2 separate regions of the Danio rerio genome follow, and region 1 is linked to region 2. Evidence: chromatin contacts called from public HiCAR-type data. All regions are on one chromosome and are shown on one strand. Each heading gives the region's core, a stretch centred on a gene start, on an enhancer-like site or on the middle of the called end of the contact. The rest is flanking DNA. Distances are from core to core; before and after follow the strand shown.

The links. HiCAR-type assays count read pairs that join an accessible place to other places.
Region 1: a HiCAR-type map of caudal fin shows a contact between it and region 2, with 3 times the contacts expected there. The contact joins the promoter of ckba here to the promoter of mark3a in region 2. A contact is called at or near these places in 2 of 4 datasets of contacts at active chromatin or transcription factors (caudal fin and embryo).

What each region holds. Positions count from the first base shown.
Region 1 is chr13:17,678,589-17,682,186 of GRCz12tu, reverse strand. It overlaps ckba (creatine kinase, brain a), which reads left to right and starts at 2,251. Exons shown (of 8, transcript NM_001077163.1): 1 at 2,251-2,341. trmt61a (tRNA methyltransferase 61A) reads right to left here and starts at 242. Exons shown (of 4, transcript NM_001002321.1): 1 at 166-242.
Region 2 is chr13:17,558,858-17,562,404 of GRCz12tu, reverse strand. mark3a (MAP/microtubule affinity-regulating kinase 3a) reads right to left here and starts at 1,917. Exons shown (of 16, transcript NM_199885.1): 1 at 1,409-1,917. The coding sequence starts at 1,462.

The DNA of each region.
Region 1 (3,598 bases), core at 1,002-3,501, 120 kb before region 2:
TCAAAAAACTTCTTTCACACTTGACAGCTAACGTTAACGTAATTCGAGTTACAATAAAGATATTTTGAAGTAACCTGCGCCTGCTCGTTAACTCACAAAGGAGCACATGACATTTCTGAACGATACATACACCATTGAGCATATTTAAAGACTGAAAAAACTCACCGTTAAGTTACTTTAGTAAGACTGTTTTGTTTGTGAAGGAGCAGAACGACGTAGCACGTGTGTGCAGCTAGTTTGCTGAAAAACCCCCTCGTGTACACACAGAAGCAGCCACAGAGCCGATCTTCACATCATGTTGATTGACTCTATCACAAGTGATCGCTCCACTTGGTATTTACCAATCTACACTCGTAGAAAACGTCAACATCTCGCGACCCGCTCGCGACACAGTCTCAGGAAAATGATGTAAGGGTTTTAAAGGAACAGCGTAAGGTTATGTCGCATAACTGAGAAGAGTTTCTGGTAACGTTACAGTTTATCTTGCCTTAACAAACTGGGAAGCATCCGAATTTTTCTCAGATGTGATTTTGACTTTCCCAAACTCCCAGTGAAGCTTTCAGCATTCCACCAACAAGTCTTGTTTTGGAAACAAGCGCACACACATTTTTACACCCCAAAATACCCCTATATGCAAAAACAAGTATATTCTACATGGGAACAAATCCATTTTTAGTAGGAATGTTTTAATAAAAATATTTGGTCAGTAACAGGCATAATATATGGCAGTGGCAATTTTCTAGTGATAATACTTTCACTTTAAGACACGACTTGTCACCATTGCTTGTCACCCAAAGCAGTTTTTCACTTTTATTAATGCAATACCCTCAGGTATAAAAATGTTAATGAAAGGTTTCCTATCTTATTTGAAAATTATTCCAATACTTCCCTTATTGTATATTGGATTGAAGTTGATAACAAACCTTGCAATAATAAACATTTAAGACGAATTATTATCCAATCTTGAACCCCCCACCCCCATCAAGTATTACAAAATAAATTATTTAATTCATTGGATAAAAATACTGTTAAACATTTCAGAACGACATATCTTAAATTTCCAATTCTCCCCAAGGCAAAAAGTACAATTTAAAATATTAAATTGAATATAGCCTTCTAATGGGTTTTACACTTGAAATGTAATTTTGAAAATGTATCATTTGTGTAAACACTTAATTGAAGACACAGAACACATATTTTGTAGTTGTAGCTCCGTTCAATCGTTTTAGGAAAAAGTGTAAGACTGGTTGATAATAAAGAATGTGGATGCTAAAGGTTTGACTTTCACATTACACGATGTACTATATGGAATTACTAAATATTGTTCTGTTTTGCACGATTTTATAAATATTATCACTGTATTAGACAAATATTTTATTCATAAATGCAGATATTTCAAAATCCCTCCACTACACAATGTCTTTATAAAAGAACTTAAAATTTTTCCGGATAACCTGGCTAAAATGATAAGAAAAAGTTCATTAAAAATATTACATGTATTTGTATCATCTTGCCATAGCCGATAAATGTTTTATATTGATTTCTGTTTTATGTTTTTTTTTCACTTTTAATTTGATTTTACATTGGATGATTTTTGTAATTTACTTTTTTGTAATTTTTTTGTGTTGAGCTTTATGTGTGATACACAATTTGTTAGGATGAATGCTATTTTGTTGTATTTGGATTTTGTATTTCCAATAAGAAACTAAAATAAATAAAATAAAATAAAATAAAATTATGTCGCTAAAAGCTTGTGATAATGAACAAAATGTGTGCTTGCTTGTGATGGTGGTAACTTTAGAAAAGATTCCGCTAAAGTTTTTTTCCATCCCTAAAACCCCAATAACAAGCCTAAGTATGCTTTCATCAAGTAATACGCTGTATAATACTCAGAAATGTTACCCTATTAAGTTTAGATGTGTTGACGCTTCCAATATAAGTTTTATTTAACTTTTAGTATAAAAAGTACTTTAGTAATTAGTACTTTTACCATAATACTTATAGTTAAATATAATTTTAACAGGTTTACCAAAGCAAAATCAAACACAAAAAATTCACTTAACTAAAATATAAACTTTATTCAATCATTAATCAAACATGCATTATATACATGATGTATATAAATATGTTGAGAGCTGTGAAACTTCTTCCTATGGAATGAATGCACTGTAAAAAGCTGCCAATGGGAGTGGCTTTCCTTTACTATAAAACCAGCGCTTCATCAAGATTTAGTGCAGGAGAGCGAACAGACGCCACACACCTCACTCCTACCGGAAAAATAGCACGGAAAATAGCAATCTTTGTCTCACCACAGTCTTCCACCTAGTTCCTGCGCCCCTCGGTAAGTCTTTATAGGGAAGTTTTTATTCCTGCTTAAGCGAGCAGTTTAAATTTACTTTGTAAAAATACAATAATAACGGCTGTGTAGACTTACTGTATAGGCTTGCCGTGGATCTTTGTTTCAAGGCCATTTAACGCATGGATTGAGATGAATTTAGTACACGAGATTAATTTTTGAGAACGATGCTTTGTAATTTTTCGGAACAATTTTCTTCTTGAAGAGAGCTCGTGTCACTCATAAGTGACAGCTCACTCTTTCGCTAAAGTAATCCCGTCCAGTAGACGCCCTGTAATAAGTCATCCATTTAGTAGCATCGATTTGTGCTTTCTACAGCTCAGAATTGTCGAATATAGATTGAGCTTTCGTTACTTTATGCCTCAAACAGATATTGGAATGGAATTTGCAAAGTATAATCTTTCTTCCGATTCAGATTCCTGTCAGCGATTGAGAGTTGTTTAGTACCTTTGAGTAAATATTTGGGTGAAAAATCATATTACATAACGATGTTTGTACATATGAAACAAATCAGTCATTATTCTACAGTGTAGAACCTGCTTACAAATATATTTGTTTCCATAATAATTTTCACATCTTGAAATGCCGCAGTTTTTTATTCACTGAGGAAAATATTATCTTGTTCTCCATTAATATACGAGTATTTGTGAAGTGTGTGTGTGTGTAATTTACTTATTTTTTTAATTTTTACTTATTTTGCATGCTTTTAATGTTGCAGTTTGTTCACAGATGCAGTCACAGATGATGGTTGGTGTTAAAACTCCCAACTTTACATTAAGTAAAATCAGTAATTAAAAAAAGAGTTTAGATATCTATATATCTATATATTCCAGGTAAAAAAAAAGTGCACTAAAATGCACTTTATTTAAGTATACTTAGTACACTTTTCAGAAATGTGCTAAAAGTGCTCTATTTTCGCACACTAATTTTGTACTTAATGTACTAAAAGATAGTATTAAGTATATGTTAAGATAAACTTACTACCATCTAAGTGTACTCAACTGTGCTATTTTGAGACAACCTGACATTGAACTAAATGTGCTTTTAACATACTATATCTGTATTTAAAAAAAAAAAATTAGTTACAACTAGAAATACACTTGAACCCTAATTTTAAACATTTATAAATATATTTAAGAATAGCTTAAAGCATAATAGTAATATATTAAAAGAATATACAAAATGTGAAAGCAGTGTGCTAAAATACACTTTAAGTACAATAATTATACTTTTTTAGTACTG
Region 2 (3,547 bases), core at 668-3,167:
ACGTGATGACATATGGCACACACAAACCTCTGTGCATTTATGGCTTTGCACACCACAACACCAGTCTAAGATAAAGAACGGCAAATCAGCCTTAAATAACAATATAAAAACTAAAACAAAAGCTACTTTCATGGTATAACAGTGGTTTGGTCACAAGAAGTCAGACTTATTTTCAAAAAACTAATGTAAGACATGAAATCCACAGTTCAATGACAGCTCCGGTGGGAAACAATGTAAACAAACTGAAACAGAAATAGTTCGAAAACAGAACAAGAAAGACAGCAGAATAAAAAGACAAATAAATGACAGAACAAGACAGACAGACAGACAGACGGGCGATAGATAAAGAGGAGTTACAACAAAACAGCTGAGAAAATGACAAATGAATGACACAACAACAGAAATAGGATGACAACAATTGGGGAACAACAAATTGACAGAGACACAGACAGACAGACAGACACAAAAGAGCAACAGACAATTTCACACACACACATGCACACACAATAAGCAAACAAAGAATGACAGTTAGGCATGCGGGCGACAGACAATACCACACACAGATGACAGAACCAAACATGCATGTAGTTTATGATAAAATTACAGACAGACAATAACCTAATGTGAAACATAAGACAGAATGATAGAACAATAGATGGACAAACATACACCCAGATGACTGAACAGGCACACAATACGACATACAATGAAATAGTCAGCCATATATTAAGAAATATGATCCAACTACAGATACAGTAAAAGATTAGATAAACAATAAAATATTTGCAGAGGGAAAAGTCAAATACTGTAACTTGATGCCACATCTACAGGCAGCTTTACCTGCAGTAGAGCGCGTGCTTACGTCACCTTCCCTTACTGCTGACGTATGACCAGTAACCTGTTGGACGGACTGACGCCAATGCGCAATAACTGCCTCCTATCGGCGCATTAAAGATGCAAACCCACGCACTGTCACTCACTAAGTGTGCAGGATTTTAGCTATCAACAAGCATAAAACAGCATATGTTGCACTCATTAAGCAGAAAAGCAGCCAAATTATCAATGGAACCCATGCGTCACTTCAGCCGGTGTTCCATCTGTCCAAAGAATGGCACAATACACCTAATCCACTTAAAACACTGTCAGCACAAAAAACACGTTAAGATATGCGACATTGCCCTTTATGCTGCACAAAATGTGTCGAATTAATGTAGACTTCAACATAATTTTGATCAAATCGGCGGTCTATATAACGTTATGTTAGGCAGCTCACTGGGTTTTGATACTTGCTCTGCGACGTGACACGATCAAAATAACACGTATGCGTGATTAATCAACACATGATTGGGTCAGTCGGCAAGTTAATATCGATTATTAACCAAATACAATACAAAAATAGACTACTTACGTTTTCAGCCTTCCGTTCATTGACGGTTGGCAGGGGGGCTCTCGTTGTTGACATCGCAATCACAATTTAAGCAGCAGATTTTGCGGTGAAACAAAGAGGGGGATATATGATTGACCGATAACACGCTTGGTCAATATCATTGATTTGCTTCTGCAGTTAAAAACAAAGTGGTTAAAAGTTTGGGAAAAATATCCAGGACGCTCGATGACGTTACTGCGTTTGATTAGCGATTAAAAGCTATCTAATAAATAGCGAACGAGATCGATTAAAAAAAATACTTTAAAGCATGAAGTCGCTGTCTGCTTCATATTTAGGATGTCCGGTTCAAGTAAAGATAAATAAAATTGCACTTCTCAGGGCCTCCGCTGCGATCTTCCTCAAAGAATATCTGCTCATCAACGATTCTTCAAACGGATTGTCCGGCAACGTTACATTCAGTGGTGAAGGCAGATGCGGATAAAGCGGATGTTTAGAGGATTCGGTGACACGGGGAGAACGCGCTCGTTGACGGCTCCATTCCACCCGAACATCCGCTTTTGTCGCCTCTTCAAAACGAGATCCAAGATGGCCGTCTAACAGCGCAGGAGTTTCGAGCCGAGCCAAGAGAGAGACAGAGGAAGTGAGGAAACAGACGGATCCCTCTGCTCATTGGAGACCATCGTGTCCCTCATGGAATTGTAGATATTCTTATGGAAAAAGGGGGGAAACTTCGTCATAGCATAACAACTGTGAAATACCCTGTACTGTATATGGTAAATTAAGACAAATACTCAGTACAAATACATGAGGTGGAAATTAGATTTATTAGACAAGTATTAGTCAGACTCAGAAGGTAGTAATGTGACCAAATATTTATTGCTGCAGACCTCATGCATGCATTTCTAATGGGGAAAACGAAGTCTGGCCTTTCAAAATGTCATAGCATGTACTGAGTACATGTCAAGATAATTGACTTTAAACATTTATTGTGATTTGTGTAAAAAATTATATTATACATTTTAAAATTAAATAGCACGTTGGAGAAATCATTAAACTATTTAAAAAACGCATGAACACGTAAATTAATTGTTAAAACATAATTTACGTGTAAACGCCTTAGTTCCAGACGTTTTAATGTTCTTCTTCTTATGGGGTTAATGGCGGTTGGCAGACCAACTTATATGGTGCATTTCCGCCACCTACTGGATAGGAGTGTGGAGCGCATAATGTAGGAGAAGCACGAGTACAAAAGATATATGATACGAATGGAGGGATGAGATTACCAAAGGGAAGAGAGAACAGGAAGAAGAGTAGGAGGGGAGGAAAAAAAACAGTTTAATACGATATAAATTTTTAATTTCTTATGTTATGTTAAGTTATTCTTAAATTCTATTAATCAATTTTGTTTCCTTTAAGTAATTAATTAATTGCATTATTATTTTAACTTGATTTGAACCGTTTCCTAATAGGGTCTGAAATGGTAAATTTTTTATCCCATAAATGCTTAATCCTTGAACTAATTGACATCTCTGATTTTCATATGCCACACATTCTGTAATTACATGTTCTAATGTTTCTATTTTCCCGCATTTATCACAACATCATCCTGTCTTATGCTTCCCTATTCTAAATTTATACTGGTTTAGCAAACAATGACCCACACGCAACCTAGTTATCACCACATCATTCCTTCTATTACCAAACTTATTTCTAGTACCACCCACACATCCATGAATATTATGAATATGTCTGCCTTTTTCTCCATTATCCCACTCCCTCTGCCACATTCTACCTGTTTCTTTTGCAATTATGTTTTTTACCTCTGACTTACTTATTTTTATTTTTATTTCTATTTGATTATGTTGTAATGCTTCCTTTGCAAGTTGGTCTGCCTCTTCATTACCTACTTCTCCCATATGACCAGGAATCCACAAGAAGCTTACAAAAAGTCCACCCTGTCTGATTCTAAATACATTTTGCATGATCTCATTCATTATGTCCTGTCTTGCCTTAGAAGTTCAAGTAATTGCAACACGTTCTCACTCCCAACTCGTCATATACTGACGCTTGGTCAGGAACCCTCGGCGTAGGTTATTGACGCACAGGGTACCCCTTTAGCGTCATATTTAGACGTGCAGGGATTCCCTATAGAATATGTAC